Linked DNA regions of Mus musculus: region 2 is linked to region 1. A link is a contact called in public Hi-C data. All regions are on one chromosome and are shown on one strand. The core of a region is the stretch at or near the end of the contact, and the rest is flanking DNA. Distances in the headings are between cores, read along the strand shown.

Region 1 (6,469 bases), core at 2,624-5,123:
GTAAGGCTCTTACTGCCCACCAGACTGGAGTCTGCAGCTATAACACGATGTTTATGGGACTTAAACTGGCCTCCATTTCTCACATTGCTAGAATGGCGTGCTACTTTGTCCAGTGAACGTGGCTGTGCCTGTACTTTAAGCTGGGATCTGGAAAGCGCTGCTTTGCGTCCTACAGGTCTTCCATGGGATCCCAGGTTCTCCCTCTGCACTACTTGAGTGCTTTGCCCCACCCATCAGAGGTGTCCCTTGTTAACTCCTTGCCCTCAGGTCTCCGCCCCAGCAGGCTGCCAGCTTCCTCAGGGCAGAACCTCCCTGTTCCCTTTGCCTCCTTGGCAAGTCCTCCCCCTCACACGTGGGTGATCCTCAATGGAGACTGGTTGACTGGTTGATTGATTTCTTAGCCATACTAGCTACCTATGTGTATCTTACATACACATTGGAGATTATTCTTGAGCTAGTATATTTTTTCTTTTAGTTTTTCTTTGGTATGCCATTTGTTTTTATATCCTACATTAAATATTTTTCAGTTTTGTATAAATCCTTAAGTAGGGAAAGTGATAGTGTAATACATCTGCTTTTAGTAGAAAAGAATGACATAGTTTAAAACAATTTCTTGCTATTTTATTCCCTATCCTGGGAAGGGGATGTGCTTAGAGTGTGTGGGAGCAAAGTCTGAGCAAAGCACTGACTGCGGAGAGGATAAAGAACATGGGTTCATACCCACAGCCTCAACTTTAAATCGCATGCTTTGGAAGTTTGCCACCTATGCATCTCAATTTACTTATCTATAGAATGAGGATTTATAATCATTCATCTATAAAGCCTTTCCTTCTGCGATATGTGACACATAGGAGATCCACAGTAGAATTTGGGGAAATGACCTTTAAGTGTTAGGACTATCTAGCAGCCTCTTGTGAGAGGACTAAGTGAGGAAACCAGCGAGCATGGCTGGGGTTTGATGACTTACAGGTCATCTGCATTTTATGTCAGACGCTGTTTTCTGTGCTGTCTTGATGTTTTAGGAACCATGTATTGTAGTACTCCTGCTATTCAGTATAATATAGCATATCTGTATAAAGTTGGCTGTTACTTTACTAGGTCTAAGGGCTGTCCTGGATTTAAGATTGCTCCAGACAAGTTTCTCTGTACATTTAAAACAAATGTGCAACACAGTAGGGTATATCTTATATTGTATCAGGTCAACGTAAGCCTTGGTGAGGATGTTGTTTGGTTATTAACAAAGGAATATGAATCTTGGGTGTTTTGTGCTCTTAAAGATAATTATTAAGTGCTGTAGACTTTGTCTTGCTCTTTAAGCAGGGTGGGTGCTGTGATTGACATGGGGCCTGTTAATGTGCCACTGACTCTGTTTATTTGCAGAGGAGGAAGAGGACACTGCTTCAGTGAAGATGGACGAGCAAGGGAAGGGAAGTCGGGACAGTGTGCATCACACCTCAGGTAGCACTGGCAAAGTCTATTTTGGTTTTGTTAGAGTCACTTTCTAACCCTCTGAGGATGTTTGCACAGCTCCCTGAAGAAGTTGACTTGTTTGGTCTGTATGTCTTATGCTTGATAAGCTGCTTAGTCCCATTTAGGATGCATGAAAACCACTTGAGAAGGATTTATAAAGTAAGCCAATTTATACAAGGTATTCCTTCCTGAATTACTTTGTAATGACTCAATTAGCTTTCATTTCTGCACAAAGGAGATTTAGTTGCATAAATTAGCTTATCATCATTGAGGAAGTGTCACTGCTAAAGGACAGTTTATAGATACAACATGCAGTTGCTGTCAAACCTATAAGAATGTAATATAGACATCTGTGTATACTTTGTGCTTGAGCAGAACAGACTTCTGCCATTCAGAGACTAACAGGGGACAACAAGTTGCCCAAGGGACTGGCAATGTAGACATCTCTGAAAAGGTCAACTTGACACAGGCTCTGACAATCGACCCACAGCTCTGTCTTCTTTGATAAAAATCAGATAAACTTAAGACCGCTAATTGATCTGCAGCCTGTTTAAATGTTGGCCATGCATATCTTCATTGCATATGATTAACACAGAAAGCAAATGAATTGGGTAAGAAATGCCAGAGTCCAGTGACAGCAGCTTAAAAATGAGGAAAGGACACTGGTTGCCTAGCAGACTGGGGAAGATATTCTGCACTATCCATTTCCACCTGGCACTGGGCCCCAAGTACTAATTATGTGCACACCATGTACACACACACAATACGGACAACTCTTCTTGCTTGTTGCTATTTCCAAGTAGCACAAGATAAACTATCTGTAGCACAAACATGAAGTTAACTTTGATAAACCAGCATTTATTTTACAGGGAAAGAAGAGATGGGCAGCCTTCTTATCAGAACTTTACACCTCTTCACAGCCATATGTCAGCTGGGGTGAGGTCTGCCCTGTCACCCCCAGGTCCTGTAAAGAGCTGGAGCTAGGGTCACCTTCCTCTCTCTGATATGTCCATACATCACTCTTTTGAGTTGTCAGAAGCAGGGTGGACAAGCAGTGCGTGTTCAGGAAGTAGCTTTCCTGGGGCCTTCCTACTGTGACATATGGGAAGGAAGCGGGCCTGACTCTAGACCTGGACAGGAAGGCAGGAGCAGGTTGCTGTAGAAGGTTTGGGTTTGCCTTTTTTTTTTTTCCTTGACAGAAAGGAAACAAGACAAAGTCATTAGTTGTTAGCCCTCTTGCCCTATAAAATAGAGTTGTAAAACATGGCAGCAAGCAAAGCCCAGGCACTCTATGCTTGATAGTAAATTAGGTATCTGTTTTTAAAGTTCTGAATCATGATGCTTCTGCCAAGAGCATGCATGTTTCTTTGTAAAATGTCTATGCAGGTAGAGAGGGTAGAAACAGATAGTAGATAGACCTTCCACAGGCACAAGTGAGCATGCCTCAAATGTTTGCCTTTGAGGGTAGGGGGAAAAGAGTTTTTCTCAAAGGAATCCAGTAAGTTGATGAGCTTTTCATGCCATAGCCACAAGATACTGCAATGTCTGTCTCTTGTGCCACAGAGCTCTTTCAAGCCATCATTCAATGCCTTCGCAAAGCAAGCCGTCAGGGACTCTGTGCTTGCCACTAGGAGCACTGAGCTGACAAGAGTGTTGCTTTCTGCCTAGCATCTCATCTTGTGAACTTCTAACCTCGCTCAAGAATTTGATGTATATTTTTTACATTGACTAATTTTGCAGGAAGAGACTCAGTGTTGCAATGTAAAATCTAAAGGTAAAGCTGAGTTCATCTTGTCTCCTACAAGTCGCTTCACATTCACTCATCTTACAAAGGTCATGTATATTTATAGGTATATAGATGGGCCCGCTTGATGTTTTTAACAATATAAAAATCTGCTGTCCTTTCTAAAACACTTTTCAGGCTTGCAGTACTTAGGGAAAGGGTCTCTGGTGTCGGCATCATGCTTCATTCATTGTCAACATGCCTTTTATAATCTTGTGTTTGTGGACTATCTGGCGGTTACTTGCTTAATTTGTACTTTGGTAACAATCCTGTTAGCTTTGCCAAATATGTATTTTTATAAAAATTTAAAAGCTCATTGTGTACATTTTTCAAAGGCTAGCTAACTTTCCTTTTTAAACCTTCTTTCAAAAGTAATTCATGCCCCTCAGGACAGCACACATAGCAAGGTGACATTTTGTGTGTAATTTTCAAAATATTGACTGTGGTATAGATAGAATGGTGTTAACATGCCGAGTAAAGACAGCGAAACCACATTATCTGTGCTTGTGAGTGTTCCATAGTCTACAGAATGCCTGCCTTTCTTGGGGCCAGGGATGGTTCTCAGCAGGAAGGCATTCTGACTAGCCTACTCGAGGCTCTGCATCTGCTATCCCTGTGCCACAAAGCAAAGCAAAGTCATGTCCTGTGGGTTATCTCCCCGAGCACAGGCAAAGACTGCTAGTGTTTGTGAGCCTTCTGTGCTTTCAAAGCTGTTTTTGTACATGAGTTTTGTCTATGTGTGTTTAGAGCCACTCCATTTTAGAGATAAGCTATAGGAGCTTCCTGCTTTCCACAAATAAGATCACTCCTGATTCTTTTTGTCTGGCATGCTTTCCGGGGAGGCAGCTAGCACACACACTGCTGGCCTTCCCCTCACTGTAGATGCCCGCTCTTCACTTAGAACGCCAGTCATAGACGCACAGATGGCACACAGAGTGCTCCTCAGCGGTGCTCACTGTCCATGGGACCGACCGTCCGTCATTTTTTGGACTCCATCATCATCAAGATTACAGGAGGCACAGTTGAAAATGTGTCTTTCCCCGGCTCTGCTGAATCCCTGGCTCTTCCCTGACTTCCTTGCAGCAGTGAGGTTTAATGGAATGCCCCTGATGCACATCTAGGGAGAGATGCATCTTGTACACCGTGGGGGTCTCTCCCCTTGCTGCTCCTGTAACTCCCATTAGTGTTAATGGGAGTCTCTCCAAGTGTATCCAGGGAAAGAGAAACCAAAGTGGTAAGAATGTGTATTTAAAATCACTGGATACTTGGGGTTTTTTGTCCTTTCTTTCCTCCCCCTACTTAAAAAAAAAAAAAACAAAAAACAAAACAAAAAACAAACAAAAAACATGTTAATTGAAAAGTACTGTGAGAAGGTCTGAACCAGAGGAGGGCCCGGACAGCTGGGACCTGGGATCCCACAGCTCCACCAAAAACTTTGACCTCAGTTTTTCAGCCAAAGTTTGTTTCTTCCACGTCTTCGGACCAAGCCTAAGGCCTGAGCAGCGTGGGGAACAAGTTGGGGGGTGGGGGAAGGGCTACTGGGGAAACTAGCTATTTAGACCTTCTTTGACTTGGCTAGAACTGTGTGGCAGGCCTCACGTGTGAGATGATGTCATCCTGTCTGCTCTAACTCCTTGACTTTCAAGCTGACACTGAGAGACCACATGGGGTGCAACATTTGACCCAATTAGCAGTTGATTTAATCTGACAGGAATGTTTCAATTCTAAATCTCTATTTGTCTAAATAAGTGGTTTTTAAAGGAAATCAGTCACTTTATTATTAAGTGATTTTTAAAAAAAAAAAAAAAGAAAGAAAGAAATGGTCAATGCTTGGAGGTATCTGGCCAGCTGGAGTGCCCTCTAGTGTCTGTTTACAGAATGTATTTAATATATGCCTGGGGGCTGGGGGAGGATGTGATAGGGGTGGCCACAAGCACTATTAGCTCCTGGTTGGATTCTGGGGCTTGCACATGCCCCTGCTGGTTTTAGTGCTCTGAGCCCAAGTGCTACTACAGTGGAGAGGCCAATACAGGGTCGGTCTCTCTCTCTCTCTCTCTCTCCCTCTCCCTCCCTCCCTCTCCCCCCTCCCTCTCTCCCTTCCTCCCTCCTTCTTCCTCCTCCTCCTCCCCTCCCCCAATCCTATCATGCCGCTCCTATTGTCCCTCTCTTTCCATCCTAAAAAATAAAAATTAACAGAGGATTCTGTTAGGTTGTATTTTCTAGTCCTTGTTTATTTTCTCACAAATTTAAGTGAAACGGTGCATCCCACAAATACTTAGATTCCATGTTATTCAGATTCTCCTTTTTAAAAAATGTTAAAGACATTAAGGAGAATTTAAATCTCCTAATAAATTAATACTTTGTGGAGATCAACACTATGCTGACTGTACTAATGTGGCCGTTTGTATTGAGGTTGCCAAGACGCCTCTTGTTTAAAAGTGAGATGACAAGCCTGATCCAGCATCCATGTCCACGTTATCCCGTGGATTCAAAGCTGACATTGCAGCGATGGAAGCTGTCAGCACATCTGTGTTCCGCCTGGCTAGTGAATACACGGGCATTTTGTGTCTTATTGATATAACTTGCAGTCTTTTTTCCTTAACTCATCAGAACTCAATTATCACGAAATTAAAAACAGGAAACAGTTCTCTTGTGTAACAAAAGCATCCAGCGTATTTAACTGTGTGCTGTGTTTTAGGAGCCACATTGTGTGAGTGACAAAGCATACATTATCCAGTTACTGTGGTATTACGGAGCGACGAGCACTAAATAATCAATCAGTTAATGGTGTGTATGGCAGTTTGAGCACTTCACATCCATTGTGCTTATGCCAGGAGAAGGATGAACTGATAACGCCACTGTGGGAGCCTAATGTCCTAGACCTGACGAACAAAAGTCTGCATTAGCAATTTCACAGCTGCAAAAGTATTTTAGAGACAACTTTGAGAGACTTTGGATACAAATGCTTTATATTTGAGTATTAAAGTATGCTATTATTATTATGCTCTTATCAAGTGTTCTAAACTCCATGAAATTGTTACTTCAGATATGTCCAATCTGTCCCTTAGATATTCTGATGGTACAGTAAGACCAGTTGCTCTTTAAACACATAGCGAGTGAGCTTAGGACTTTCCATTAAAAATGAGCAGAAGCACCTTGCTATTTGAGAATGTAATTGCTACAGGTTATAGATTACAGATAGAAGTGGAGGGGGCC
Region 2 (6,469 bases), core at 2,064-4,563, 100 kb before region 1:
AGCATCCCTCACAGGTAAGCCAGGAGACTTGCTGCCTTTGTTTCTAAGCATATGATCCCAACTAACAACATTTTATAATCACACTTGATGTGATTATAGAGTCATGGGATACATTTTATTTTGGTAGCTTTGGCATTCGTTTGAATGTTGGTCAGATCTTAGATATTTTTCTTTTCCCTTTGTTTTTATTGTCTAATTATTTTTCTCTTTTAATGTAGGAATCATGTTATAGGGCTGTGTTTTATCCTGGCAGCTTAAATAACATTAAATCATATTTCAAGCTGCCCAGATATACTTCCTAGTATTCGCATGCTGTATTTACAAGGGCCTTATAGAAGCTAAACCTTGTATTTCATTAGTTCAAGGATAAAATATACTGTTGTGGTTAAGTGTACAAATTATTATAACATAAACAGCCCAGTTTAGTCCTGGCATGACACGTGACTTTGGAAATTTTATTTTCTCTCTATGTTTTATTTTCTTAATTTATAAAAATAGTGGTAATTATAGTATTTTATAAGATTACAGTAAGCATAAGTGCATGGTACATAATTTGTATAGGAATATGCAAAATAGTTCTTGTCTATTATAATGTTGCAAGATGGCTAGGGTATTGAATGCTTAACTTGATTTTCATACATTTTTTTCTCTGGAATTTTTAATCTATGTTTGAACATAGATAGTTTAAGTTGTGTTAGACTATATTACATTTAATTATGTTATGTTATAATAGCTGGAAGGGGAGTTGATAATCTGTAATTGTTTTTATGACTTAGTATTCAACAGGCAGATCTGTGTTACAGTTGACATGCGCCAGCAGTAGCCTCTTATTTTGATGAAATGTATTTAGCTTTCTGTCTCTCTTGGGCAATAGGAGATGATGAAGCAGTGGCATATGAATCTGATAAGAATGAGCCTTAAACCATAGACTCATTAGCTGGGTTATTTTGTTATAAAGATGCTAAACATGTTAATATGAAGCTGATCTTGACATTCAAAATGTCCTTTGTTTGTTTGACTCTTTATGGACTTGGCCAGAAAGCTACAGTATACAATTACTAACATTAAGACAAACAAGTTTTAAATTTTGTTATATTTTAAGTTTAAGAGAACTTATTAGTGGATTCTATTTTATAAATGGAAGATTTTTTTTATCATCACTCTTTATTTAAGAATACGATTTTAAATCTGATTTTTAAAAGAAGAAATATGTATTGTGACTATATTTTATAATGAAAGAAAACTAAAATGTTAATGTTGTTACCTCGAGTTGTATCAGCTGGAATTATGATACTGTTATCTGTAGTTTTCCTTTGTATGGTAATAGCCTGTGGAAGATAGGCTTATTTTGTATATGAGTTGTGTTTGGACTTTATATACTGGTAGCTCCTCTAGTTTATAACTGTTCTGTGATGTATACTTTGTGCTTTGTTTCTCATTGAGCTTTAATAAGGTACCTGTTATTATGTTCTGCTTATTCTGTTTATATTAGTTTCAATAATCTCTATTTGTTTTTGTATCTGTATGTTTTTATTATTCTTCACAAATATACAAAACTACTTACCTGTGTGAATATCGATACTTCTGTGACTTAGCTGTATTCCTCCAAGACTGTAAAAAACATTATTAATTTGTTATTTAGTTAGCCCAGAAATACAAAGGTCGAACAATTATTTGAAGACCTAAGAGGATGATTCAGACAAAGGATTTGAAGCACATATGCAGTTTTGATAGGTGAGGAAGAGTGAGTTAGGTATCACCTAGGTAAGGCTGATCCTCTCAGAGTCAACTTTCTGTCACCGGTTGTCAGTGTGTGTGTGTTAGGGATTCTGATAGCACATGGATTGTGCTGTCTCCTGTCCCTCAGCTTGTTAGGTTTTGGGAACACTGGATGGGTTAGCATGTGTGATTCACCTACACTTTCCCAACAGCTTTATAAACTCATTCTTGCTCTTAAAAACTAATTAACCAGAAAAATTCCTTGCCTTATCAAATTTATTTATTAATGAAATCTATTTTGATCTGTCACTGATTGGTACTTGAGACAAAGTTCAAAGGCCATCTGTCAGTGTAATTGCTAATATATTAAATGCCTCAGCACATTTATATTGTAAATTATATGTTCTTGGAATTAAAAAAGTCGTGTGAGTTTTCTGCCTTTAACTCTTTATAGTGTCTCAGTTTCTGAGTAATAAAAGTGGGATTAATGCCAAGTAGCCGTGTGTCTGTGAGCATGTGTTTGTGCATGTGTGTGCATATGTATGCACGTGTGCCCATGTTCACAAGTGATGGAGGTCCAAGATGGTAGTAGTGCCTAAGCTCCCTGAGACATCACCGAATGCCCAACTGTCCTGTGCTGCAAAAGCATGACGACAGCAGACAGACATTTCCCAGCATCATCCAGCAAAACAGTGTGCGTGCTTTTTACTGTAAAATTTACTTGGAACATGTCTTGAAATATTGCTGCTTCTTTAGCAAGTCATAGATAATACACAGTGGAAATTGTGTTTTGAACAAAAACAAAGGAATTTTTATAAATAAAAATAAAGCCTGCAGGTCAATTGTTTAATTCTGAGACTAGCATATGGAGCCATTACCTAGGCAGAATTCTCTTAGAAAACATACAGAACTTAACAAATGCCATCATCAAATACAAAACAAAGTGGAAGGTAGACAGAAAAACAAAAGTAACACCCCCTCACCGACAGCTCTTCCAAAACACGCTTCAGTGCTTACCGCGTATGGATTCTCTGTGGTTGGGTCAAGGTTTTAGTACTAGGCCAGTGCTGAAAACAGAAATTATGTTCTATCTTTTAGTTATATATCTTATCATTCACAAGTAATGCTTGGACTGTTTAAGCCCTGAACAACCCACTGGCATGGTATTTAGAATCTGTCATTAGGGTTTCACAGGAAGGAGGTGAGGTGGTAGTAATTGATTTATCCCCACTACACGCAGCCTCCCGCTCTTCTTCCACTCTGCCCTCCCTTGGGCAATACTCATAGGGTCGAGCTGCCAATCTGTAGACTTAATTTTTTCCAGCAGTACCATCTGGCTTCTTGGCACCACAAGTTATGTTGGTTCTTTGTGGTTGCTATAAACAAGATGAGTTTGTCATATTGTTAGACAACTTATAGGTGGTTTGTTGTGGCTTGATCCTGTTTCCTTGCAACTAATTATTGATTATTATTTAGAGAACCTTCTCTGGTGTTTGTGAGAGCACAACAAGGTTTCTCGTGAAAAGAATGGAACACACCAAAACAGATTCTGGATGCCAGCTGGGGGCTCTCCTGAGTTCTGTCGGCTTCTTCAGCAGCTTCTCCTTTCAAGACAGATTAATTTCAAGTTAATGGTAGAGGCTTTCTCTTTCATTCAGAGCACATGCATTTGTTTTGAAAATTACTTGAATGTGTGTTTAAAATCCCATTTTGATTGCCCTCATGACCCTAACATGAATATTTAGAAATCTCAGTTAGTGTGCAGATAGCTCTCTAACATCTGCATTACTGTCTTTCTTTCTTCATCTGTCATTTTGAAAATGATCATCTGTTTATATTTTGTGTTTCATTTTGTAGATGAGGGGTTTTACTTTCATGTCTCATAACATCCATAAACAAATCAAAAAATGATTATGAAAAGTTTATCTGAGTTTCAATAATTGAAAAGATATGTCCAGGCATGTATTCATAAAACTTAAGCCATTTTCCATAACACATAGTAAACCAGACATATTTTTTTCTAAAGTAAATATTATAAAACTAATTTCTTAAACTCTTAAGGGTTCTTTTTATAAAGTAGCTCATTTCGACAGGGACTTAATTGATCACATTTGTGTTAATTCTTCATGGAACATGATCTTCATATTCTTTAGGAAGTTTTTAAGAGTTGCTCATTCATGTGAAAGTGTTTCTCTTGAGTTTGTTTTTAATTAGATGCTATGTAATCTATGTTGCTTCATAATAACGAAAGGATACCGATGTTGAAAATGCATACCTTGAGTCTTTTTAGTTGCTGGCATAAGGACATTTGAAACTCATGAACTGATTTAGTGGGGATTATTTTCATACCACCATATTAGCAAGCAGTAACTACAAAGTTGACTTTGCAGAACATTTTCAGAATGTTGAGCAAAATGCACGGCTAAACTGATGTAATTTGCTTGTGATGTGACGATAAGGTCCAGTTGTTAATAATTCCTTTGGTTCTAAGTATGTGAAGAAAAGGAGCAGTGAATGTCACTCGGGGAGAAGAGCTAAATCAGATGTCACTGGAGTGATTCATGTGCTGACTGGAATGGTTAACATGCATTTTATTCTACTGTCTAGCAGAAGGAGGTGGGCTATAGAAAAATGAATTCTTCACTGAATAATTCACAACAATTATATCAAATTTTAATAACTTGAGCTAAGAAGGCATACATATGATTCATGTTCTCAGAATTACTCACATTAGAGATTAATTGTGATTTCTTAAACAAAAATACACTCATAAGTGTTTTTAATTGGTAAATCATGATCAGTTTTCTATTTATTAAAGTAGCATCATTTGATCAGTTTTTAGCTATAATTTAACTTGAAGTTTAGGCATCACAATTCATCTGCTGTCATAAATGTCAGCTCATTAGATTTTGCCTCTAATACCAAAAAATGCCTCGAATTGTTTGTTGGCTTCATCTCAAACTCGGATATGTAAAGAGGACAGTAGAACATTTTTCTTTGAAATCACAGAGAGTTCAGTGACCTTTCAGTGGCAAATTATGTAGAAAGAAAATATTTATATTCATTTAAAATAACCTCCGTGAAGAAATCGTCTCATTACCCTGTTTGATCAATTTCTTGTAGCCTGAGCTGTAGCATGCTGCTGTTGCCATTGGTTGATGGAGTACACTGAGTAGTGGCTAATGGTGATGGTGCTCATCAGGAAGGGTTCAGCCAGCGGTCAGCAACAAATAATTCAAGGCTCTTTCTAAGTTTGTGGCTGGTGGAATTTGCTTCTTGCCCCAAGCCAGCGGCATTGCTGAGCTGGGCTATTTGATTAGAAGAGAGGCATATTTGCTTCTTAGCAACTGCACATTTGCACAACCCATAGTCCTCTACTGCCTCTGAAGGTTTCCCCTTTGTGACGGTAGAATAATACTTTATTGTTGATTGACGGACAAAAGAGATTCTAATACAAGGCAAGCTTATAACCACTTTTTTAGTGGGTAGTTTTTATTGGCACTAGAAATTGTAGCTTCATATTCCAATTTTAAAAGAAAATATAGACCAATTGTGTGCTTATTGTAAACAAGCATTGAAATCCCAGTGTACTAGAATTTTAATATGAGTATCAGCAAGGTTTGCAGTGCATGAATGTGATTGAGTAGTATTACTTTTTTGCCTACCATGTTCAATCACAGAAAATAAATTGTGTGTGTGCGCGTGCGTGCAAATATGTATTCTGGTTGCATACTTTCAAACTACAATTAATACTAGTTAAAATTTAACTAATACTGTTGAGAGAAGAGTTAATGTAAGTTGTCCTTTTTGATCTGAGAATTAATTTTTATATGAAAATAAGTCAGATTTTGAATTCTAAATGGATGGGTGCAAGCTTTAGACTGTAGTTCTCACAGGAGTGAATCTATAGAATAAATGATGTGTCTCCAGTAATAGATAAGGTTATTTATAACTCAGCAATTAAACAAGTGAGAAAAGAGCAACATGGGAAACACAGTCTGGGTTTTACGTTCCTGGGAAGAAAACTAGGTTTGTTTTTGTGTTTTTAAATATGATTTTATGGCTTTTTTATCATTCAAATTTTATGGATTGACTTTGAGTTTTAAGATTTTTAAGCAACTGATATGACCAGAGATGGAGTTAATTGTATCTTGCATTTTTTGATACTTTTTTTTTTTTAAAGAAAAAACCATTGGCCTATATAAGACCTTAAGGGAATGGAGCAAAAACTAGTTGAGAGAATATATAAATTTAAAGTAATTATTTTGTATAAATAATTTGTATAGTTTATGGTAAGATGAAATTGTATATATATAACATGAGTATAAAGTTGCTTAAATATTGCATGATGTTATATTTAGAATATAGAGTGCTTTCAAAAATATTTTTTGCCTCTTAAATTTATGACAGATATGAAGAGTTTTCATAATTTAAAATGATCAACAAAAAAGTGCATTGGTGTGAATTTTCCAGTTAGCAAATCTTGAAATGTGTTTTGGGACTTAGGGGAAGTTTAAGCAAGTGCAGACATTAGCATAGACATAAAGTGTATATGGGCAAATGCTCTCATTTCCCAGTAAAGGGACCTTAGGGCATATCAGTATGCGTAATATGGCCATCACTGTATTTACTCACTAATAAATAGCTGCTTTCATGACAAGCTGGAGTCCAAAGAAGGGAAGAGGAACGAGGTGGAATGATCCACTACTGCAAGGCGGTAATATGCCCAGTGTACAGCAGCTGTCTCTGT

The links. A called contact is a pair of places that touch in the nucleus more often than the background predicts.
Region 2: a contact with region 1 is called in a Hi-C map of cerebellum, with 4 times the contacts expected there. The contact joins two enhancer-like sites. A contact is called at or near these places in 4 of 39 promoter capture datasets (embryonic stem cells, liver, pre-B cells and 1 more), 14 of 484 Hi-C or Micro-C datasets (MC3T3-E1-derived osteoblasts, cerebellum, differentiating embryonic stem cells and 9 more), 4 of 115 datasets of contacts at active chromatin or transcription factors (the HPC-7 cell line, differentiating embryonic stem cells and embryonic stem cells) and 2 of 9 other capture datasets (adipose tissue and liver).

Annotation. Positions count from the first base shown.
Region 1 is chr6:51,874,760-51,881,228 of GRCm38.p6, reverse strand. It overlaps Skap2 (src family associated phosphoprotein 2), which reads left to right. Exons shown (of 13, transcript NM_018773.2): 10 at 1,381-1,458. Among named protein-coding and RNA genes, the nearest start is that of Skap2, 130 kb to the left of the region's middle. Within about 2 kb of position 3,873, at least 62 of the 459 cell types and tissues checked have an H3K27ac peak or open chromatin away from gene starts, as enhancers often do. A contact at or near this core is called in cerebellum, where this site is marked.
Region 2 is chr6:51,974,390-51,980,858 of GRCm38.p6, reverse strand. All of the region lies in intron 4 of Skap2 (src family associated phosphoprotein 2), which reads left to right. Among named protein-coding and RNA genes, the nearest start is that of Skap2, 35 kb to the left of the region's middle. Within about 2 kb of position 3,313, at least 3 of the 459 cell types and tissues checked have an H3K27ac peak or open chromatin away from gene starts, as enhancers often do. A contact at or near this core is called in cerebellum, where this site is marked.